Linked DNA regions of Sus scrofa: regions 1, 2, 3, 4 and 5 are each linked to region 6. Evidence: chromatin contacts called from public Hi-C, HiChIP or PLAC-seq and promoter capture Hi-C data. All regions are on one chromosome and are shown on one strand. The core of a region is the stretch at or near the end of the contact, and the rest is flanking DNA. Distances in the headings are between cores, read along the strand shown.

Evidence for each region. Promoter capture Hi-C pulls out the DNA fragments that hold promoters and counts their contacts. Hi-C and Micro-C count contacts between places; a contact is called where the count stands out from the background. HiChIP or PLAC-seq counts read pairs in DNA pulled down with a chosen protein or histone mark.
Region 1: a contact with region 6 is called in an H3K27ac HiChIP or PLAC-seq map of alveolar macrophages, with 4 times the contacts expected there. The contact joins two enhancer-like sites. A contact is called at or near these places in 5 of 47 Hi-C or Micro-C datasets (blood, embryonic fibroblasts and retroperitoneal adipose tissue) and 2 of 2 datasets of contacts at active chromatin or transcription factors (alveolar macrophages and skeletal muscle).
Region 2: a contact with region 6 is called in an H3K27ac HiChIP or PLAC-seq map of skeletal muscle. The contact joins two enhancer-like sites. A contact is called at or near these places in 2 of 5 promoter capture datasets (fetal skeletal muscle and liver), 2 of 47 Hi-C or Micro-C datasets (alveolar macrophages and embryonic fibroblasts) and 2 of 2 datasets of contacts at active chromatin or transcription factors (alveolar macrophages and skeletal muscle).
Region 3: a contact with region 6 is called in an H3K27ac HiChIP or PLAC-seq map of alveolar macrophages. The contact joins two enhancer-like sites. A contact is called at or near these places in 2 of 2 datasets of contacts at active chromatin or transcription factors (alveolar macrophages and skeletal muscle).
Region 4: a promoter capture Hi-C map of liver shows a contact between it and region 6, with 10 times the contacts expected there. The contact joins two enhancer-like sites. A contact is called at or near these places in 4 of 5 promoter capture datasets (fetal liver, fetal skeletal muscle and liver), 24 of 47 Hi-C or Micro-C datasets (alveolar macrophages, blood, brain and 12 more) and 2 of 2 datasets of contacts at active chromatin or transcription factors (alveolar macrophages and skeletal muscle).
Region 5: a Hi-C map of liver shows a contact between it and region 6, with 1.8 times the contacts expected there. The contact joins two enhancer-like sites. A contact is called at or near these places in 5 of 47 Hi-C or Micro-C datasets (fetal liver, liver and skeletal muscle) and 2 of 2 datasets of contacts at active chromatin or transcription factors (alveolar macrophages and skeletal muscle).

What each region holds. Positions count from the first base shown.
Region 1 is chr14:56,401,051-56,404,885 of Sscrofa11.1, reverse strand. It overlaps LOC106505999 (a long non-coding RNA gene), which reads left to right. Exons shown (of 3, transcript XR_002338582.1): 1 at 1-2,203; 2 at 3,122-3,209. Among named protein-coding and RNA genes, the nearest start is that of IRF2BP2, 140 kb to the left of the region's middle. Within about 2 kb of position 2,210, at least 53 of the 83 cell types and tissues checked have an H3K27ac peak or open chromatin away from gene starts, as enhancers often do. A contact at or near this core is called in alveolar macrophages, embryonic fibroblasts, retroperitoneal adipose tissue and 1 more, where this site is marked.
Region 2 is chr14:56,432,188-56,436,088 of Sscrofa11.1, reverse strand. No RefSeq gene overlaps it. Among named protein-coding and RNA genes, the nearest start is that of IRF2BP2, 110 kb to the left of the region's middle. Within about 2 kb of position 2,483, at least 37 of the 83 cell types and tissues checked have an H3K27ac peak or open chromatin away from gene starts, as enhancers often do. A contact at or near this core is called in fetal skeletal muscle and skeletal muscle, where this site is marked.
Region 3 is chr14:56,473,310-56,477,146 of Sscrofa11.1, reverse strand. All of the region lies in intron 5 of LOC102158473 (a long non-coding RNA gene), which reads left to right. Among named protein-coding and RNA genes, the nearest start is that of IRF2BP2, 71 kb to the left of the region's middle. Within about 2 kb of position 1,581, at least 27 of the 83 cell types and tissues checked have an H3K27ac peak or open chromatin away from gene starts, as enhancers often do. A contact at or near this core is called in alveolar macrophages and skeletal muscle, where this site is marked.
Region 4 is chr14:56,453,546-56,457,015 of Sscrofa11.1, reverse strand. No RefSeq gene overlaps it. Among named protein-coding and RNA genes, the nearest start is that of IRF2BP2, 91 kb to the left of the region's middle. Within about 2 kb of position 1,570, at least 35 of the 83 cell types and tissues checked have an H3K27ac peak or open chromatin away from gene starts, as enhancers often do. A contact at or near this core is called in embryonic fibroblasts, fetal liver, fetal skeletal muscle and 5 more, where this site is marked.
Region 5 is chr14:56,490,377-56,493,868 of Sscrofa11.1, reverse strand. All of the region lies in intron 4 of LOC102158473 (a long non-coding RNA gene), which reads left to right. Among named protein-coding and RNA genes, the nearest start is that of IRF2BP2, 54 kb to the left of the region's middle. Within about 2 kb of position 1,253, at least 4 of the 83 cell types and tissues checked have an H3K27ac peak or open chromatin away from gene starts, as enhancers often do. A contact at or near this core is called in fetal liver and liver, where this site is marked.
Region 6 is chr14:56,248,936-56,252,789 of Sscrofa11.1, reverse strand. No RefSeq gene overlaps it. Among named protein-coding and RNA genes, the nearest start is that of TOMM20, 140 kb to the right of the region's middle. Within about 2 kb of position 2,264, at least 69 of the 83 cell types and tissues checked have an H3K27ac peak or open chromatin away from gene starts, as enhancers often do. A contact at or near this core is called in alveolar macrophages, embryonic fibroblasts, fetal liver and 7 more, where this site is marked.

The DNA of each region.
Region 1 (3,835 bases), core at 961-3,460, 150 kb before region 6:
TAGAGGCGCTCCTTTCCTGTTTTCCATTGGCGGCCAGTTTCTGAGTTTCCTGTACCCTCTGCTGCTTCCCCAAAGCAATTTTTTTTTTTTTTTTAAGGATCCAAACTGTCTGGAAGAAGAAGGGAGAAAGCTATCATTATGTGAGCTGCGTAGTGGTTTCTGCTGGCTTCGAAGTCCTTTGGAGGTTGGCAAAGGCAGGCCTCCAGCATCCAGGCGTGGCCCACAGGCCTGGTGTGGGTCGTCTTCCCACTCTGTTGGCTCTGCTTGTGCATCCTGAGCACCTGCGGGGAGAACACAGCCCCACCGGGCTCTGATCCCAATCAGAACCCGCTCCCTCCTGTGACTTGCAGAGCCCATGTCCATTTAGAACACAGGGGCCTCTGGGAGGGTGCCGGATTTAGCAAATAAGAACAAAGGACACCCAGTTAAATGTGATCCTCGGATACACAGAGCATAACTTGAGTGTAAAATGTCCTACATATTGCATGGGCCGTACTTTTAAAGAAAATAACGTGTAGGACATATTGGCATTCCAAGAGTGATTTTTTTTTTTTTTTTGGTGGATCTGAAATTCACATCTAACTCCATGTCCCGTATTTTATCTGGCAGCTCTTCTGAGGTCCCCAGAGAGTCCCAGACCACAAACCCCAAAGTCCACTCTCCCCACGAGTGGGTTGTGTGGAATGTGTCCCATTCGGGAGAGATCAGCAAAACCAGGGGGGAGTGAGGGAAGACCGCCCTTGTGTCACAGGATAAAGAAGAGAGCGTTCTCAAATCTAAAGGCCTCCGCCGTATAGCCCTGGGAACTCTATCTAGTCACTTATGATGGAGCATGATAATGTGAGAAAAAGAATGTATACATGTATGTGTGATGGGGTCACCTTGCTGTGCAGTAGAAAACTGACAGAACGCTGTAAACCAGCTATGATGGAAAAAATAAGAATCCTTAAACATCCTAAAGGCCTCCACATCATATGTACCTAGGCTTGTTTGAGCCACCAAGGGAAAAAGGACAGAGATGAGTCTTGAGGACAAGCCTGGTCTTCGAAGAGGCCAGTGACTTGACCAAAGAAGAAGGAAGGATGCTGGCCAACTTTGGGAACCCAAGTCTTGGGCCAGTCGTCCCCAGCCCTTTGGTACCTCCGCTTTGAGGGTCCGCGTGGACGCCTGCGCTCTCCGTAAGCCCCGCTTGCCTCACATGGCTCATAGCCCTCCTCCTCACTTAGCTCCCCGTTAACTTTGAGAATGGTTTCCAAAGAGAACTCACAGACATCACAAGCAGAAAAGTCCGAATCTCTGCACTGGAGACTAGAAAGTTCTAGAAGATCAGCGGAGGAGAGTGGGCTCAGTCTCCACCCTCCCAGGTCCTCTTCTGGAGGAAGTAAGCAGCATCTGGAAGAAGGGAAATGACCAGAAAACCAGGCAGATAGGAGGGGTCAGCACAGAACAGAGCAGCCCCCAGGCGACCCTCAGGCCCGAGGGCCGGGCAGGAGGAAGAAGGTTCTCAGGAGGAAGAGCTGCTGATGTTTCTAATCGGTCGCCAGGACTCTGAGGCTCCCTATCGGGCTTCCCCTTATGGAAGTGATCACTAAGAGCGTGCTGGGCCTCGGGGTCCAGAAACCAGGCCTGACATTTTAAACCCTCCCCTTTAGGGTATTTCGGGCTTCCCCTTTTGTTCTCCTCTCCGATGTCCCACTTCAGGAGCCGAGGTCTAGGATTGCACGTGGTCGACAGGGAAGTGCAGCAGCGGGGGCTTTTCTGAGTGGTCCCCCACCGCACAGCTCCGGTTTCCTCTGGACATCAATTATGGGCTTTTACATAAGACGGCTAATGCGTTTTCAAAGCAGGCACATGTTTTGACAGTTTGGCTTTAGTTGAAATATAATTAAACTTTTCAAAAACAAGGGCTTTGAAACTCAATCTCCACACTGTTTACACGTGGGTTGTTTTTTCTCTCTCTCTTTTTTTTTTTTTTTTTTTTTTTCTTTTTTTCCTTTTTTCTTTCTTCCCCTGAAGAGTTGGGTTTTGACTTGCTGCAGTACAATGAAATCGTCCTTCACTTTCTGCACTCAAAACAAACCCCGGTCTCGGGCATTCAGCTTTTCTAGCGCTGCATAGCTGAGAGTGGAAAAAATAACATCTGAAACAGGATGGGCTTTTGATGCTGCGTCCTTATGACAGACACATTTGAAAACCACCGCTGGTGAGTCACGAGCATTCTATGCATACCCTCTCTGAGGAGCAGGAAGTGTGGGTATTTTAAACCCTGAGGCGGGGAGGAGTGTTCAGATGCATCTTCAGGCCCTTGGCCTGCAGTAGCCTGGCCAAGTGTAGCCCAGCCTTCTGCCAGCGTCTCTTTGTTCTTTTTGCCCTGGTTTTGCTTTTCTGCTAGCAAGCCAAGTCTGAGGAGCAGAGAGCTAGCGATTTCACAAAACCAACCAAAATTAAAAAAAAAAAAAAAAAAGCAGCCACAACCATCAGGGCCCGGTGGTGGGTAGGGGTGGTGGGGGCAGGCAGATGGGGCCCTGAGATGTCCTCAGGCGACTTGCTGGGGACCCAGCCCTGCGGCTCCGTGGACAACAAAGAAATAAAGAAGTACGCTCCCTGCCAGCACGACTTCTAACCCAAGTCTTTAGCTGCGGGCAGTGTTCTGACTCCTTTACTCCAAAGGCCAAAAGAACAAGGAAGAGGGAAAAATAAAGACACGGAATTGAACTGAAATGACTTTGGGTGAAAGATTTTTTTAGGAAAGAAGGACTTGGTGGAAATGAGCCAAGGGCTGCCATGAAAGAAGTTATAAATCCTAACCTTGTTTGGTAACGGAGCCCCAGAAAGGGGCACTCAGAGCTTTTGAGGATGGGGGGTGGTGGGAGGGAGTAGCCAAAGCGGGAGACTTCCGCTTCCTCTGAGAGGGAAGTCTTTTCCAGAACAGCAGCCTCTGAGACCGCTGGCGGGTGATAGGCAGTAGATTCCTGCAAGAATCCATTTTGCTCTGATGTTTTTGTTGTTCTTGACAGTTTTCTTAAAGAGGTGGAGTCATTCGGGAAGTGCAAGCCCAGCCTTTGGCCTCTTTAGTCCACAAAAGCATCCCAACCATGACATAGTATTTCTCTTGTCACAGAGGCCAGCCGCCTCCTGATCCTAAGGGAACCTCAGGATTTTGCCAGTGGAAGAAGATCCCCAAGTTGTAACAAGCAGCTCCAGAAGAGGTCAGACTGCTGGGAGCATCACGGAATCTTGGGGGTGGGGGTGGTTTATCAGGACGTGCATGCTCAGAATGGCAGCCTGAGAGGACTGGGAGTGTGTGCGTGTGTGTGTGGGGTGTCCAGGCCAAGCGCAGGCAATTTGAAGCATCTGGGATCTGTCACAGAGGCAATGCATGGGACACAAAAAGGACAAGCCCGTGGATTGTCTCCTGCCACTGCTGTAACAAATTACCAAAAACTCAGCCACTTCAACACCTTTTTTTTTTTTTTTTTTTTTTGGCTGCACTCATGGCATGCAGAAGTTCCCAGGCAGGGATGGAATCTGAGCTACAGCTGCAACCCAAGCCACAGCAGTGACAACGCCAGATCCTTAACCCTCTGAGCCACAGCAGGAACTCCCAAACAACACACTTTCATCACTTTACTACTCTGTAGGATAGATGTCTGATCAGGCCTCTCTTGGCTAAAATCCAGAGATGACAGGCTCCATCTCTCTGGGAGCCCTAGGGGAGAATCTGTGTCCTTCCCCTTCCAGCTTTTAGAGGCCACCTCTGTCCCTGGCTTTCGGCCTCCTTTCTCTTGGTACCTTTCTTCTGGTCTCTCATGTCTCCTTCGACCCTCCTCTTTTC
Region 2 (3,901 bases), core at 1,234-3,733, 180 kb before region 6:
GAAGAATTAGAAGCAAAGAATTCCCCCCCGCCCCCGCGCCACAGATGAGATGGGGAGGCTGTGGGTAGAGCAGGTGTTGGGTGGAGGGGGTCTGGGAGGAGCTGGGTTTCAGACATGTTGAGTTGGGGGCATCTGTTAACCTTGAAGAGATGTCAAGGAGACCTTTGGTGTATTTTAAATGTGAAAAGTATTTTAGGACATTTATTAATAAGTATGACTTTTAAGATTTCAGATGTAAGCTTTGTTAATCAGGAAACGAAAAAGAAACACCAAACTTCTTATTCCCGTAAGATGCCTCACGGTTTAAGCCCCATGATAGTTAGTACAGTAGAAATTCTGGGGCTGGGTGGGCAGGAGAAACGGAGGGAAGTAACCCAGGAGCATGTTTCAGATAATCAAGAACAGGCTGAATGCAATCAAGGAAAACTTAGGTTTGAGAAATCTGATGAATTTGAAACAAGGTACTTTATCTGAAGGGAGACTCCAAATCTTGTGTACAGATCTGGCAGTAAAATTCCTGGTTAATTTCACATCAGGTTCACCAAACTCCTGAGAACTAACTCTTAACCAGCAGTTAACCAGAGGGCACCAAGGTGCGTTACTGGTAATTTTCCCCTGACTGCAGAAGGAAGGAGCAGCGTAATTGCTCTATCTGCCCTGACACCAAATCTACTTTCATGTGTTACCACATTTCTTGGCTGATGACTACAAACCCCAGGAAAAGGACCTGGCTGCCAGGAAAGGGTTGGAACTCTGATTTTAGATAAGTCACTGCCTTTCCTCCCAGAGTCCAAGTGGCTCTGTGTGCCTTCTGATATTTCTACTTTCTGATGCATGGAAATGAATCTCATCAATGCAGATCTTGGGAAATTGCCAGCCAGGACTGTGAAGTTTTGAGTACAAAACAATCATGAAGGGAGTTCCCGTTGTGGCTCAGTGGTAATGAATCTGACTCGTATCCATGAGGATGCCACTTTGATCTCTGGCCTCACTCATTGGGTTAAGGATCCAGCATTGCCCTCAGCTGTGGTGTAGGTTGCACATACAGCTCAAATCTGGTGTTGCTGTGGCTGTGGTGTAGGCCAGCAGCTGTAGCTCCGATTTAACCCCTAGCCTAAGACCTTCATATGCCGCGGGTACGGCCATAAAAAACAAAAAAAAAAAAACCCAAACAAACAAACAAAAAAAAGTGAAATAATCGTGGAGATGTTGAGAATAAGCCTTACCATCCCAGTCTGAGCAAAGTTCAGCGATTTCCTGTACAGTCCCAAATGGGTCCTTCTCAGCAAGACAGAGCTGAGACTTTTTTTTTTTTTTTCTTTTTATGGCTGCAGCATATGAAAGTTTCCAGGCTAGGCATGGTATCAGAGCTGCAGCTGGGGTCTATGCCACAACCACAGAACACTGGATCCAAACTGCATCTGTGACCTACACCACAGCTTGCGGCAACACCGGATCCTTGACTTGCTCATCGAGGACAGGGATCGAACCCACATCCTCACAGACACTATGTCGTGTTCTTAACCCACTGAGCCACGACGGGACCTCCTAGAGCTGAGACTTTAATGTGACAAGGAATATGTTAAGTCTTGTTGGAGAAAACTAGGCACCATGTCATGGAAGCCACTTACAGACACCTCGACCCTCTCACCAGTTTCTCTGTCTTGGGCTGTGGATTCTGTCTACAGAACCTCCCATCATGATCACCAGCAGCGTGCATGATTGAACAAAGAGCGTCTGGGCCCTCTTGAACACTGGCGATCTCTGTTGGATGAAGAGTGGCAAGGAAGCCCCTCTATTTCCTCATCTTAGCCCTTCACACTTCATCCCAGAAGCTCCACGGGACTTCCAGAGGGCAGCTCCCATCATCAGAAGCCTGCTGAGAGCAGGGAAGTGGGCTTGCAGGCTCCTAAAGAACCAGGGGCACTGCCTACAGAGGGTGATGGACATCTGGCCACACACACACACACACACACACACACACACGCAACTCACACTCACACACAACACGGTTTGAGTGTCAAATGTCCACGGGCATCATCCCCATTACAGCTGTATTTGGGAAACATCAATATTAAATATTAGCTATATATGCTTCACATATTACAAGGATAACAATCTGTTCGCACATCTGTTCTCTCTACCAGACTGTACGTCCCTTAAAGACAAAGATGGGGGTCTATCAACTTTATATCCGCAGCAGGAGACCCTCAGCCCCAGCACACAGTGGGCGCCGGATAAATATTAATTGACTGAATCAGGAAACTGAAGCACGTCCTCAAGGCCAGCCTGAAACCCAAGCCTGGACACAGCCTCCAAATTTCCATTTGCAGTCTAGTGCTTTGGCCAGGGGTAGATGAAAGCATGTGTTCCAAGCTTTGCATGATCCACAAAGAATTTTTTCTAAGCTCATTTCTAAGAAGGGGCCAAGGAGCTGTGCGTCTTTTCCTCTGGACCCAGGCTTTCATGCCTCTGCCCGATGAGTGCAGCCCGACTGCCATGCAGAAGACAGCAACCTGTGGTCTCTCTGAATGTCACAGCTGCTCCCCGCCCCCCACAAGCTGCAGGATAAACATCAGCCAGGAGGGGAGATGCTGCTGCAACGGCAGGCTGCTCTCTGCTCATCCTGCCCAGGGTCACGCTTTGAAAAATATCTCTGATTTTGTTTTCCTAGCTTGTTAACCTTTTCCTTCCCAAAACAATGCCGGTATTTGTTTTGGCTGCTTCTGCGCACGGAGGACGGGTCTGAGTTGGAGGCACAAGAGCATTTTTCCCTTAATCTCATTACAAGGGCTCCTCACTCTTGAATTCTTCCCAGGGCTCACTTGCTGTGAAGTGATTTCCTCTTGGAGTCGTTTTTTTTTTTTTTCCTCTTTGTGAAGCTGGGAGAACAAGTAGCTTTGGTTTTGTGGGGAAACAGGGAGAGACGGCAAAGACAAAGGCGGAGAAAGCCAAGCCCAGCCACCCGGGCACACACACGGGGCAGTTCTAAAGTAAAATGGACCCAACTTAAAATCTCTGCCACTCAGATTTGCCTGGGGGGACCACACTGAGGATGCGCCTCTCACTGCTGCCTCTCTTTTACCTGAAGTTTATAAAATCTGGAGTGAAAAGGGCCAGTGCTCTCCCAGCTGCCATTGCTCATGTGCTCAGAATATCTTATTTCATCCTTTCCAGCCCTTGAATGTTATCCGCCTGCCTGACTTGGTTCTCACAAGCGTGTGACTTTCCCACACTGTTCCTTCTTAGCCCAATGGACAAACTCACCTTGACTTTCTCGTCTTAGGTTTGAATGTTCATCCTCAAGCCTTAGAGGAATTTTCAGCCTAACCCATTTTTTGGTTAATTTTTCTACCTTTCACCAAAGTATTTCTTTCCCCCTTTGAATTGTTTCATAGATTGTGTCCACAAATACAGAACTGAAACTGCAAATACAGAACAGAGGGTTCTGGAAAATGAATGGTGGAGCCGGGGGGTGGGTGGGTAGAGGGAATCTGACAAAGTACACTGGCAATCAGTCTGTCGGCCGTGGCCTGAACCAGTCAAGTGACCAAGGAAAGGGGCCAGGCACATTTTGCCTGTTGTATATTGTATCAACTATTGTGTATTGTATGACCTGTAGATGGTATGTAGATTGCATGCACCCTGTTGCATGGAACGGAAACATGCCTTCACCTTTCCCAGGCCCACATTTTACTTTACAGGTTAACTAGAGAATGGTGCTTCCTACCCTTTGGGAGGCAGTGTGGGCCAGTGGTTAGAGCAGGTGTTTTCAGCAGCTTTCCTGGAACTGAGCCCTGGCCCTTTCTCTCATTAGCAACTTACTTCTCCTCACCTATAGGATGGGTATGGAGTTCCAGAGATCATTTTTTTCCTCCCCTTAAGCATTTGGACATGAACT
Region 3 (3,837 bases), core at 332-2,831, 230 kb before region 6:
GGTTTGGAAATCCCAAAGTGTGAGCAACCCTATTACGACTTGGATTTTGGCTTCTGAACACGCACGTTAATATGCGACTATATGCTCAAATGATTTTTGCGTGAAATTCACCCAGGCTTTCCAGGAACCAAGGAATCCAGCAGAGGGTTTCGTGAGAGCTTGCATGCAGGCCATGAATAAGACCATTGAGCAACTTTCTTGGGCTATAAATACCTCTGCGGCAAGCTTAAGAATTCAGTGAAATCCAGGGGGCACACGCATCTTTGAGGGGACAGACCCATGTGGAAGAGGGCCAAAGTCAAGACATGCTTTCCCTTGGGCACCATTTTTTTAGACTGCTTGTGGTGGGATTGGCCCGTGTCTCTCTGCCCACACAAACTCTCAGCTCCTAGCAGCTCTTCTGGAACATCTGGGACTTGCAGCAGCTGGGCAAGTGGAGTGGTCCAAAGGAAGAAGGGACTGGTGATGAAGAAGGGCCAGGCTGCCAAAACTCAACTGAGAAGATGGCCAGCATGACCCCCCCTCCTTCTTAAGGGCCGGAGTTCCTTCAGAATGAGCCAGATCCAAACAGGGCCCTCCCCGACCTGTAATGCACAGCTTAGCAGAGGGTCTTAGGGAAAACCGCAGTCCAGGCTGATGCTGCAGGGAAGTCCAGGGATCTTTCAGCCAAAGGGATTGGCTAGGGGTGAGGCTAGGCGGGAGCAGAGCTTGAGCTCATGGTACCAAAGGGACACAGCCTTAAGGACAGCACTTCCAATCACATGATAGCATGACAGGAAACAGTAAATGGAGAAACCAATGAGAAGGCCCAGGACACTTCTTTGGAAAAACCCAAGAAGGCCTTGAGCACCAGCCAGGATTCTACAAGGGCTATTCACATTTGGCTGGAGGCCGGCTCTAGGGAGAAGTCACAATCAAACACTCCCTGGATGTGTCTTCAGAGGAGTGATGCACACTTCTGAGCTCCTCTGGGGCCAAGCGAAGCCCCAAGGTCCCAAGGTCCCCAAGTAAACAGAAGACGGCCTCCCACACTCCTGGCGCTAACACGCAGGAAGCTGCTGGCCTCTGGCCCCTTATTGGCTGGGCCACACCTCTCATGACAGCCTTCTTGGCCTTACAGGCCCTAGTCATCCCAGCTGGGTTAAGAAAAGGTAACAGAGTAAGTGGAGAATTCAGGGCACTGGGCGGAGTTCAAAGATAGACTTCATCAGCGTAAGCAGCACTTTCCTGTTTTTAGGGCATATAATTACAATGTCTGCATTCAGCTTGGGATCCAGCTTCCTAGACTGACTCAGTCCACAGCAGCCCCTCCCTCCCTGTCCTTCTCCAGGACATGGATTGCCTTGAATCATTCTTAAATGTTTCCTGTATATACCACATTCTTTCCATTTTCCTAATCCTACGCTGTGCCTGGAACGAAACTCAGAGGCAAGGAAATAATGGCCCCTTCTTGTCCTCAAGGGGACTTACAGTCCAGTGAAAGAACAGGCATGCAGAGAATAACGTTACTGTGACAGCACAGAGGTGAGAGACCCAAGGCCGGCTTGGCTGGTAGGCTCCACAGGAGGAGAAATGGACCAAGATGTTACCCAGGCGACAGTAGGTGTGACTTGATACCTCACACCAGAAGTAGAAGCCAGGTGGAGAGTCACTGTGGAAAAGCACCTGGAAATCTAAAACCAGGGGAGCCTGAGTGGCCAGAAATGGAAAACTCAAGTGGGGGCGGCAGGGGCTGGTGTTGGTGGGGGGGTACACAAAGCAGAAATCAGGAAGCAGAGAGCTGAGACCAGTGAAGCGGAAGCTGGGGCTCTTGCCTAAAATTGCTACTACTCACAGCTTGGGGGGGGCGGGGGTGAGGCCAGGACTAAGCTTGTAGATGGGTCAGCTAGACTGCAAAGATCAGGGGCAGGATGACAAGAGATAGCAGATTTAGGAGATGATTAGGAGGCAACTGATTATGAGGCAGGAAGGAGAAGGAAGCATCTAAAATAATCCTGAGGTTCTAGCCTGGAGGCGGCCTGGCAAGGCGCCTGGTAACATAAACCAGCAGACTAGGGGAGGGGCAGGCTGGAGAAGGAAGGGGCTGGTCCCTCTGGGGCAAGTTGAGTGTCAAGGTTTTCACGGGGTGACCCAATAGACTGGTTAGGGAGTCACTGGAAATACAGCCTCTGTACCCCAGGATCCGGATCAAGACTGGAGACTGCATCTGGGGGTCATCCGCCAGGAGTGTAGACGGTCACCACAGAAGGTGATTGGCAGGTCCCAAGGCCAAAACATAGGGATCCTGCATGTCCCAAGAGCGGCTCTGAGTATGAGAGAGCCATGTATTGGGGAGGCGGGGTGGGTGCAGACGCTGAATCTCAGAGGCAGGGAAACAGGTGGAGGAGGGGACCTTGAGGCCATGAAGGTACCCTTCTTCAAAAACGAGCTTGATGGTGAAGGGAAGGCATGACATGGAGCAGTCATTTGAGAGGGGTTTTTTAGAGCAGGATGTCCTTGGCATGTTCCAAGGACATGGGAAAGGAGCCAACAAGTAGACAGCATTGAAAGTTCAAAATAGTGGAAATGATGGCAGGGAGCAGGAGGTCTGGGGGAGGGGCTGGCGAGGGGTCAGGTGGCAGAGCATCCTTTAAAGGGCCGCAACCCTTCATTTTCAGAGGCTGAGGGAGGGCTTGCAGGATGGATGAGAAGCTGGGCAAGGTGGTAGTGCCATCAAGCAATAAACACACCACTGCTCCTAGGACCGTGTGTGTGTGTGTGTGTGTGTGTGTGTGAGAGGGGCGTGAGAGAGAGAGAAAGAGAGATCTCAGATTATCAAGGCAAGGAGTTCCCACTGTGGCACAGTGGGTTAAAGGATCCAACATTGCTGAAGCTGTAGCGTAAGTTGCAGCTGCAGCTCAGATTCAGTCCCTGGCCTGGGAACTTCCATATACTGAGACGTGACCATAAAAACAACAAAAAAGATTATCCAAGCAAGTCTTTACAAAGCGCTGAGTACCAGTCACTCTTCATCTCTTGAGAGCTGGGCTGTGCCTTTAAAGGTTATTTGTATTGACCTGGCACACTTTGCCAGAGTGAATTTAATAGGAATAAGATGAGGAGAAGAACTCAACTTACAGTTGAAAAATAATAATTACTCAGTGAAAAGAAAGGATATTAAAAGAAAGAAAGCGTTTCCTCTCTTTTAAGTTGCTATCTTGTTTATATGCCTTTTTTTTAATTATAGTTTATTTACTGGAGTTCTCCTGTGACACAGAGGGCTAGGGAACTGCATTTGTCACTTTGGTGGCTTGGGTCACTGCTGTAGCACAGGTTCGATTCCTGGCCTGTGAACATCCACATGCTGTAGGCACAGCCAAAAAATATAGTCAATTTACAATGTTGTGTTAGTTTCAGTATATGGCAAAGGAATTCAGTTACATATTCTTTTTCACTTTCTCTTCCATTATGGTTGATAACAGGATACTGAATCTAGTTCCCTGTGCTATACAATAAGACCTTCTTGTTTATTTATTTTATATGTAGTAAAAGAACCCCAAACTCCAAATCTAGCTCTCTCCCCCATCACACACACCTTTCCCTTTGTAACCATAAGTTTGTCTTCTATGTCTGTGAGTTTGTTTCTGTTTTGTAGATAGGTTAATTTGTGTCATATTTTTATTTTTTATTTTTTATTTTTTTGTCTTTTTGTCTTTTGTTGTTGTTGTTGTTGCTATTTCTTGGGCCGCTCCCGCAGCATATGGAGATTCCCAGGCTAGGGGTCGAATCGGAGCTGTAGCCACCGGCCTACGCCAGAGGCACAGCAACGCAGGATCCGAGCCGCGTCTGCAACCTACA
Region 4 (3,470 bases), core at 321-2,820, 200 kb before region 6:
TCAGCCTGGGAAGGAAAGCCCACCCCGCCGCCCGACTGCCATTTCCGAGGCGCTGTTTTAGGATGAGGGCTGTTGGGTGGGTCCAGGGGACATGGGTGGCCTTCCCTAGGGCCCTGCTTAGCACAGGGACAGCCGGATGGCGGAGGAGCATTTTTTTGATTATGTTTACTAATGACCCAGAAGAAAGGGTAAATAACAGGTCATTGAGACACTGATGAAACCAAATGGGAAAGAGCTGCAAACACCAGAGAGACCAGAGAAATTATGTCAGTGGCAGTGGAGGAAAGAACCTGGGGAGGGTTATCCTGGGAACCCCGGAGTTAGTACTTCTGGGGGCCCGAGAGTCCCAAATGAGAAGGTGAACAATGCAGGGATTGTTTGGTGGGATCTGGGAGAGAAAGATGACAAGTAAGCTTAACACAGGGAAACATACCAGAACGGATAGTGAGGAGCTCAGGGAAGGGGCCGTCAGCCCAGGCTCCCCTGAGTGGTTGAGATGAATCCAGACAGCTGACCCTGGGAGGCTCAGAGGGAGGTGGTGGGGATGCAGCCCAGGATGCAGGGTGTCCACAGAGCAGCATCCTCAGGGCTGGAGGCAGCTGTGCCATGAGTCACACTGACTTCTCCCCAAAGGTGAGTCTCAACAGTCCTGCCATACCTGGAGCTTCTTTTGTTCAGCAATGATGTCCACATGCTGACAGTGCATGGAGGGCAGAGCGGGAAGGAAGGCACGGACAGATACAGTGGAACAAAAGGAGATGTAGTTGGGACCTCCGGGAAGAATTTTCCCGAGTGACATCTAAATAGGCTGCAAATGGCCCTTTGGAGGGAACTCCCATCCCTTGTCATAATCTAAACCAGGACCGGACTGGGAGGGGTGGCAACACATGGGTGTCAGGGGGAGGGCGGGGCCACCCCGCTTCTTTGTCTCGTCAGCCCATGACCCACGGGGTTGAGGCTTAAATGTGCCATTCGTCTACTGCACGAGGATCCTTGAATCCCCACACTAGGTGTGTCCATTGAAGAGAGTTCTGCCCTCTCCCAGGGGAAAGCTGGGGGTTAAATCTGTAACTGTCAGCCTGCCTGGCAACAAAATAAAAGGAAACCACATTCTTCATGAATGAAGGAAGGAGCAGGAGGAAGGTAGTCCCCCCCCACCTTCTCTTTTTTTTTTTAAACATGAGTAAGATCCTCAATATGTTTGAGATTATTTAGCAAATTCTCTGCAAGGGACCACAGGTCACTAGCCAACAGATCATGGATGTAGAGACCGCAGGCTTCTTCCGACCCTACCTCCCACCGTTGCCCCAGAGGTAGCAGGCTGGGCATCATGGGGGTCTCTGTTTAGTGAACTATTAATGATTTATCAAAGTCCAGACCCCTGCACCATCCGTCCAGTGCTCAGAATGTTATTAGAAAATCCTATTTCTGGTCTGTTATGAAACAGAGGTTTTGATGTGCTGCCAGGTTTATGGGGAATTCTGGAAACAGAACACTTGCTGCTCTGAGGAGCCGAGGCCAGTGGGTGTTACATAAAGCTTTCCTAGCAACTCAAGTTTATCAGAGAATGTGAGGCTGCAGTGGAAAAAAAGCCAACGAGTTAATGCAAAACATGAGCCAACCCACTATCCCCGCTTGCTCCGAGGCCAGCCAGCACATTCATGGGAGTGATTTTAACCCGCAGTGTCCCGGCAGGCCTGAGACTCCAGTTAGCTGCAGGTTCAGCACAAGAAAGCTGGGGCTGCTCAGAGCTGAAAGGCACCTTCTCACGGACCTCATGAAATGCCAAGCCGCCCTTGCCACCTCTGCACCCACAGCTTATTGAAATTCATACAAATGCATCTTCTTCGGCCTTCTCGGGGCTGCTCCCGCTTTCTCTGGGCACTGCAGAAATAAATGAGGGCAAGGTCACAACGCAGAATCCCTGCCAAGTTAAATGCATTGGATGGCGCGACTGTCCATCTGAAGTCAATGGGCGAGAATCTAATTTCCAAACCCCTGATCCAAAATGATGCAGCTCAGGATCGAATCCTTTTCTGGTGGTTGGCTGCCAACATTTGTTCAGTTTCTGAAAAGTCTATGTCCAATTGGTTGTTTTAAATCTCCCAGAGCTGGGAGGGTGGGGGTGGTTGGAGAGACCTGGGAACAGAAAACCACACAAAATCCCATTTCAAAGCTGCAAATCAGAGCCAATCGCCATCATGATCTGCTTACCCATGACAGTCTCAACTGCAGCGTTTTAGAGAGGAAAGGAAGCTTTCCCCACCCCTGAAGGTGAGTCCAACAAGCTGAGCAGGACTGGGCTGAGGGGCATGTGTCAAGAGAGAAAGTGGTTGAGTTGAAACTCAAGGGGCCCAACGAAAGTATTTGGAAAGCAGTGTCCCCTTTCACAAACCTGCCAGGGACTGGAGGGCCCTGTCTGTGATGCCACCAGACCCCAGCTCAGTGCCCACCTCCCCAAGTCAGTCCAGAGCACCATCACTCCATTTGGGCAGGAAAAGAATGATTTTGTGAAATCCCGGAGCCCCATCTGTATGATGACACTCGTCCAGTGGGAGGATGGCCTTTCCTGACATAAATGGGATCACTCCAAATCTAGAGAGTCTGTATCCCCAGGGCTTCTCTGCTGAAGAACGTGCAAGGGGCTGAAAAGTGTCAAAGCTACCTCTTTGCCTTAAAGCTGCAAAAGAAGCAAACCCCAAGACATCCTAGTTGAACTTGAACTTAAATTCACCTAGTAGAAGGTGAATTTCTATTTTAGGTAGTCCTTGAGAAGTCACCAGAAATCCAGAAAAGAATTTGCTCTGAGATGCCTCTTAAAAGATTTCATTCAAAGTGGACCAAAAAAAAGGAAAAAAGGTGGCAAATACTCAAAAGAGGGCCACTGACCGACCCAAGGAGAACAGAGGCGTCTAGCCACAGTCCATGTCCCAGTAGGTCTCTCTATGTCCATTAAACAATCAGAGGAGGGGAGCCTCCTCAGAAGCCCTCAAGCATCCCTGCCCCCTCCAGGTGGAGGCACCTCCTGCAGCCCTTGGACGCTGACGAGTGTCTGCTGGTGGAAAGCTGTCCGCACCCAGCACGGCCATAAATGAGTCCATTTCCATCGCCATGAGATCAATACTACTCATTTTTCTCTTGCTGGCTCCCGAGTGATTCATGAATCTGAAAACTAGTTCATGAATCAGAGTGAGGTGGGGGGGCGGGGGCCCATTTGTGCAGTCGGAGAACCTCCATTCCTTTCATGAACCCAGCCGTTAGTTGCATAATGCTTGCCTGCCTGCTGGTTGAAACCAGCCTTGGGGGAGGGGCGGGGGAGACGCTCTTGGCTTCTACTTACTCACCTGGTCTCCTGCTTGCAAGGAAAAGAGTGACCCTGGGTGCTGATTGCGTGTCCGTCTGTCTCAGTGGGTATCTCTGTACCCTTTGTTTGCGTGGCTGTGGGTGTGTGTGCAGGTGCTCGCACGTGT
Region 5 (3,492 bases), core at 4-2,503, 240 kb before region 6:
TAACCTGGGAACTGCCATACGCCGCAGATGTGGCCCTAAAAAGATCAAGTAAATAAATAAAAATAAAATAATAAAAATTCCCTGTTTTTTCACCTTTTCCTTGACAGTCCAGTTTACACACTGGCATAAATTAATTTTAATAATGGATACTCCAAGTTGACAGGCCTTTACGAGTAACCCTTCTCTTATAGGAATGGGTTGAAATCCTTGAGTGGAAGTTGCCCACTGGGAGCCTCCGCCACCTCCGACTTCCCTCTCCTCCCCTTCCCAGCCTTAGCTCACTGTTCAGCCTGCTGGTCAGGAGCCCCCCTGGGTCCTTCACAAACACTCCCCTCCCTCCACCCCATCTTCCTGCTTCAGTGCCTTGTTCTCTGCCTGCTCAACCCTTGCCCATCTCTCCACCCACATAAACCCCTTTCCTCCTTAGGGGCTCTGCCCCAGTTCCTGTGCCTCCCAGACCCACACAGCAAGCCCCTACTGAGCCTGAGTACCCATATAGGACCCCAGAGGGCAGCTGGCAGGCCATCTTGCACCTCACTGGGGCATCACTCTGCTGTTGCTGCTGTGTTGTGCCACCCTGGCTGGATAGTCTGCTCCCTTCACCACTGTGCATCAGTAAAGGAGAGACACCAGCTTTTGCTGAGGGCCTACTATGTGCCAGGCACCATGGCTGGCATTCTTACATATGTCCCCTCATTGAATCCCTACAACCATGTTATGTGGCAGAAATTAGTATTTCCATTAACAACAGACAATTACAGAGGCTAAATAACTTCTTCAACTAACTCAGCTAAGAAGGGATGGGACCAGAATTTAAACACAGAAAGTGCACAGGAAGGATCTAAGACTAGAAATCGGGAGATCTCCAGTTCAATTAACCTCTCTGAATCTCATTTTTTTCCCATTAACAAAGAGGGCTAACAACACCCACCTCTTGGAAATGTGTGAATTAACAGGAGACATACTTTTTTTTAATCAACTGTGGTGACTATGGCTCCTGATGCTTAGTGCACTCTGAGGCTCAGTAAATAGGCATTCCTAGATTGAATTCTATTTCTTCTCATACAAATTGCAGAATCTCTTGTCTCGCCTGCCGTGCCTGCTGTCTCCTGTTCTGAGTTGGTTACAGTTATATTCACATTTTCAATTTGGAAAAAGAAAATCATGCCGTGATGGGCTGAGAAGCATTTCCCGGTCCAGAGGATCAGACAGTCAACACGGACCTGCACACATTTGCAAACATTACTCAATGTCCTCGGGAGAATTCCTCCCAGTATTTTGTAATCGGCGTTGAAGAGTCCTAACGAACTCCCCTGTGTCCTGTCTGTTGGTTTCCACTCCTTGAACGATAACAGTGGTTCACCCTCATGGTTGGGTTTTGCACTTATTAGGGCTCACTTAAATGGACTGAGAACCCTTGATAGGAGTGATTTTCTCTGCAGGCCAAGCTACCTAAGAAAGGCAGTATTAGTCACATGCAGAGTAATTTTTTTGTTTCTTTTTAAAAATCTATTTTATTGAAGTATAGTTGATTTACAACCATGTGTTAATTTCTGCTGTACAGAAAAGTGACTCAGTTTTATATATATATGATCTATGCCAGGAGATTGGAGCGAGTTCCCTGTGCTGTACGGTAGGACCTCATTGCTTATCCATTCTAAATGTAATAGTTTGCATTTACTAACCCCAAACTCTCAGTCCATCCCTCTCCCTCCCCTTAAACCCCTCCGCCTTGGCAACCACAAGTCTATTCTCTTGTCTGTGAGTCTCTCTGCAAAGTCATTTATTTTTGCTAAGAGTTCTGTTGTTCCTTTTCACGATAGCGGTAACTGAGTTTTGGCTTCTGACTTATCTTTCCGCACCTTCTGAATATTTGTGCACTATACTCAGCATCTTTTTTGGGGTGAGGTTCTGTTATTTACTTGGGGCTTCAGGTTTCCTTCTTGGTACTTGTCATTCCTTTTGTGACTACCCAGCTTAGCTCCTTGCAAACGCATTTTCTCTATTCTCATCACAGTATGATTTTGACCCTCAGCCTTCCTATTTAACCTTTCAGAAATTTCCTGAAGCAGACTCTTCTCGCCCTGCTGTAATTAGAGTTCCTGTCTCAGAACTTGCCTCATCTATAATTTCTCTCCTGCTTGTAGATTTCCTTTCATTTAAATAAGTAAAAGCAGTAACTTTTTACATTTTGTTTTACTTATGTATTATTTTTCGTCTTTTGTCTTTTTAGGGCCGCTCCCGCGGCATATAGAGGTTCCCAGGCTAGGGGTCAAATTGGAGCTGTAGCTGTCGGCCTACACCACAGCCACAGCAATGCCAGATCTGAGCTGTGTCTGCAACCACACTACAGCTCACAGCACGCTGGATCCTTAACCCACTGAGCAAGACCAGGGATCAAACCTGTGTCCTCACGGATACTAGTTGGGTTCATTAATCACCGAGCCACGACAGGAAAGCCTACATTTCTTTCTTTCTTTCTTTCTTTTCTTTTCTTTTCTTTTTTTTTTTTTTTTTTTTTTTTTTGTCTTTTTGCCTTTTCTAAGGCCACTTCAGTGACATATGGAGGCTCCCAGGCTAGGGGTCAAATCAGAGCTGCAGCCGCCAGCCTATGCCAGAGCCACAGCAACGTGGGATCTGAGCCACGTCTGCAGCCTACAGCACAGCTCACAGCAACGCTGGATCCTTAACCCGCTGAGCAAGGCCAGGGACCAAACCTGAAACCTCATGATTCCTAGTCAGATTCGTTAAGCACTGCGCCACGACGGGAACTCCAAGGAACTCCTACATTTCTTAATTGTAGTTTTAATAGCTTGGATTTTTCTGGTAGGAAACTTGCTTACCCTTTGTATTTCCTTTTCCACCACAACTAGCTATACAAAATCATACTTTTTTGGCCACACCTTCAGCCCTGCAGAAGTGCCCATGCCAGGGGTCTAACCCACAGCAGTGACCTGAGCCTAATCCTTAACCCACTGAGCCACCAGGGAACTCCAAAATCATACTTATTTTTAAGATGAAACAGTCCACAAAAATAGGCCCCAGTAGCACTTTTGTGCTTAAAGTTAATAACTTCTAGATATAAATTTTGTTTTCTATCCTGCATTCTTGATCTATAAGATTGCTCAGTGATCAAAACAGAAAACTTATCCAAACAAATCCATTCTGTAGTATCTATAATATGAGATCTTTTCCTCTTCTTTTCCAATATATAAGCCTTTTTCACTCTGCCTAGTTCAGCTATTCATAAATATGAATCAGTCCCATTGATTTATCAATTCCATTTTACATCTGTTAATAGGCACGTCTCTGGATAGGCATCAAATGGTTAATCCACTTTAACTAGTTTCATCAATTCTCTTCTGAAGAACGTTTGCTTTAGCAAAGTCAAAGGGAATGTATTTCTTCCTTTTTTTCTTAGGGCCTCATCTTTGGCATATGGGAGTGCTGGGCTAGGGGTTGAAGTGAAGCTACAGCTGCTGGCCTACGCCA
Region 6 (3,854 bases), core at 1,015-3,514:
GAAAGTGAGGTATTCTCTCCAGGAGAAAAAGATGGAACGTAGGCCTGACGCAGTCCGTTTTACGCCCTTGCCTCTGCCAGCTCTTTCTTCTCTCCCTCTCCCACTTTAGATCCACTCTGAACCATGTGGCAATATCAAGATTTCTATCATGTATTCAAATGAAGGGGAACTAGGAGGTTCGGATGAGGGTCAGAGCCAGCATGATTCAGTTTAGCCAGCGCTCCATTTCGTTGCCGCTGAATCACCCTTTCTGGCTATAAGTCTGGTGACACCACCAAATGGTCTTGCTAATTCCCCTAAGACAGTAATACCAGCCGAGGCATCTGCAGAAAGGCTTGGCTGGATGGGCAGCTGGATGTTCTCAAGCTTCCATCATCCTCTTCCTGTGCTTTCCTTGCTTTTCCCATTTGCTAAGACATCTTCCCATCCAGAGGATCCTGGCCTAGCATCATTGTTTAACTGTGGGGTGATCCCTAGCAAGTCATTTAACCTTTCTTTACTGCAGTTTCTTTATCATTAAAATGTGATATTTGAGGACCATAGCTGAAATGGCCAAATATTATCCAATTAAGATGAAAAGCACCGTAGAAAGGCTACAGAGGCTAGGACTTAAATAGTCACATATGGTTTCATGAAAAGCACTCCAGTGCATCAGCTAACAGTAAAAACGTGCAGGAGTGAAATGATCTGGCTGGAAATGAACTGCAAATTGATAAACATTTAGTTGCTAATGCCGTGTTTATTATTTTTTACTAGGATAAAAATTAACTTGTGCGGCCTTGGCCAGAAAACAGATTGAACTCTACCATCTGGGTAGCGGAAATGGTATTTCTTTAGCCTCAAGTTACATACAGGTTACCTCTGCCAGCTCCGATTTTATTTGTAAATAGGCCCTGGCTGTCCAGACAACAGAACTGTGGGAGGCTTCTGGGAAGCACAATCAACCCAGCCAACGTACTAAAAAGGGTGACTCTCTGGAGGGAGCTTAGGAAACAGGGCCGCCCCCATCATCCTGGTGTTGTGCATTTCCCAAGAAAGAGGTTGCCACAGGGGCCGGGGAATTGCCTTCACCCTCAGAAGCCAGCGCGCGGTGCAAGGCGGTGGCCTGCGGGCAGAGCAGGCGGCACACGTGGGGCGCGGGCGCCCGGGGGCGGGGGGGGCGGTTCCGGGGGCGGGGCGGGCGGGGCCACGTGACCGCGCCCGCCGCGGGCCCCAGCTGCAGCTGCGGTCCCCTCCCGCGGGCACTTTTCCATCAGCCTGCAAGCAGCTGGATCAATTTACTCGGGCCCCAGCGCCCTGCTCCAGCGCGGGCTGAATTATTACTCATGGAAATCCCCTCTGTTTCAGGAAATCAGGTAGCTTTCAAACTGCCAGCAATTAATGGCCTTCTTGGTCCAGGGAGAATAGCAAAACAAAACAAAACAAAATAACAGACTGCAGGCTACAGGTTTCCAAACAGGCCGTTTGGTTTCTAGTAAATTAGAGGGAGTGGGCGGTCGAGGTACTAAGTAATGTTATCCTGTGGAGTGTGGTCTTCTTTGACGTCAGCAAGATGTTTCTCTCCCCCACTCTCCCCCTCCTTTCCTTCCTCTGTCTCCTTTGCCCGTCCACCCCCTCGCCTTTTTCCTCCCTCCGCCTTCCCTCTTTATGTCAAGGAGACAGATGACAGAGGGTAGCTCTGGAAAATCGCTCAGTGTTGTGCAACAGAGCTCCGAAAATTCCTACATTTTCAAAAATGAAGGCTATGGCGTGGGGTGGGGGGTGGAGACTCAGCCACCGTCTCAATTAGCCAGCCAAAACTCCATGTGACTCGGGAAAGGAGGGGAAAGGCTGCTGGAAAGGCAGCGGTCACCACCGCCGGCTGTACATTCCTCTTTTCATCTCGCCCGATTAGCAGTTCTGTCTGAGGGAACATTCTTCCTGTGGCAAAGAACACATTCTTGCCTCCAGTCCGCCTGAAATAGAATCCTGGAGAGCAGGCTGCGGCGCCCTGTTCCTGCATCCGGGGGCCCTGCCCGGGCTGCTGTGCCATGATTCCCCCCCACCCCCAGACCTCTGCCCACCCAGTTGTTTCTCCTCTCCTCACCGAAGGCAGCAACAGCTGCCCCGATGTTGACACAGAACTCTCTTGAAAAAGCATCCCAAGGCTAGGTAAGCAGCTGTAGCCTGATCCTGCTATCTTTCTATTGCCCCTTTAAATTGCTTTCGTGGGCCCCATTGTTTCAACAGGGGCTGCGGTGGACACTCCATGCCGGGTGCTCCCGCAGTCACGTGGTGAGTGTTGGTTAGAGCAGGCGGTTCCCTACGTGGCTCTTAATTGTCATGTAGCCTCAGCGAGACTGCTTGGTTTCTAGAGTAACCCGACTCGCCTTCTTTGTCCAGGCAGCTCTTTAAAAGCAGAAATCTGTCCCAGATTTCACATCAGGAAGCAGGCAGGATGGGGTAGGGAGCAGACCCGGGGTGCGCGGGGAAGGTGGGGCCGCTGGTTTTCTACCTCTGGCACGTGGTGGCTCCTCCTTCATACCTTCTCAGATCTGCACAGCCAGGGCCTCAGAGGACCTCAGAACAGGGAGTGCTTTCTAAACAGAGCCTCCGAACTGCTCTCTGCAGGCATTGAGTTCCTATGAAGAATGTATTGGTGTTGAAAAAATACATGCACACAAAAAAAGCGGAGGTCATCTGAATCTATTCAGAAATTAAGACGTGGAAACTGAAAGACTAAAGAAACCTTCCTGTGTGTAATGGGGGGGGGGGTGCATGGGAGTGTCATAAGCAGGTGACAGCACTTTGGTAAGGGCACAGGCCCAGCACACAGATCTCTTTAGTGTAAGTTTTGAGAGGAGGGGTGAATGAGCAAGGGAATGAGTAAGAGGCATGAATTTGTTTGGAACACAAAGCAAAAAAGAGCCCAGACTTCCTGGGAGGTGAGGAGGATAGGGTGGGGCAGGTCTGCCAGAAAGAACCATTTGGTTTGAAGGAGAATGGACTTCTAAAGTGTAAACTAGGAGCCCGACATAATGACAGGTGACACTAACGACATTAGTTGATGGATTAAACAGATCCGTGAAGCGGATATGGCAAGTGCATAAAGCAGCACTGCCTAGTCCTCGCGGCACCCTCCCTAGGTGGGAACCATCTGGAGAGTCTGTCAGCTCCTTGGGGCATAAGGAAGAGACTCCTGGACCCCCGGGTTTCAGGCAGACTTGAAGCAGATACAGCCCACACAGATCTTCAAGGGCGGTCCATCCACGTGGGCTCTTTGGCGGCCCTGCCAGTCTGGTCTCACCTCCACTGTAGTTTCTGCCACTGCCGAGAGAGAGGGCACCTGCTCTCCTGCTGACTTGACCGTGGAGACCCTCAAGGGAGGACTGAGATCTGATCTCCAGGCAGCAAAGTCCTGCCTGCCTCTGATGGCTCGGCTGCTGCTTCTTGCCAGCAGAAGCATAGCTTCCAAGGAAGTCTCTGAGACACGATGGCACTCCCCCTGGGAACACTTCTGGCCCTAACCTTGCTGGGTGACCTCTGGGCTCTCAGGGAAGCATCCTCCCGCCTCCTGGGATATTAAGGGATCCAGGTAGGCAGAAGTGATGCCCAGGGGCCTCTCTCCCCAGGTCTCTCTCAGCTTTGAGAGAGGAGCAAGGAACAGAGGTTTCTCCCAATCGGCGTGATTATCCTAGACATTCTAGTTGATGACGCACAAGCAAGTTCTCCATTCAGCGACGTCACAAGGGTCCTTTTCTCCACTTCACATTTCCACTCTGGGAACCACACCTTCACTTTGGGCCACTTCAGGGGAAGTTTCCCTCCTTCACGATCTCCACATGGGCCTACAGGTTGCTTCTTTTTTCTTCCAG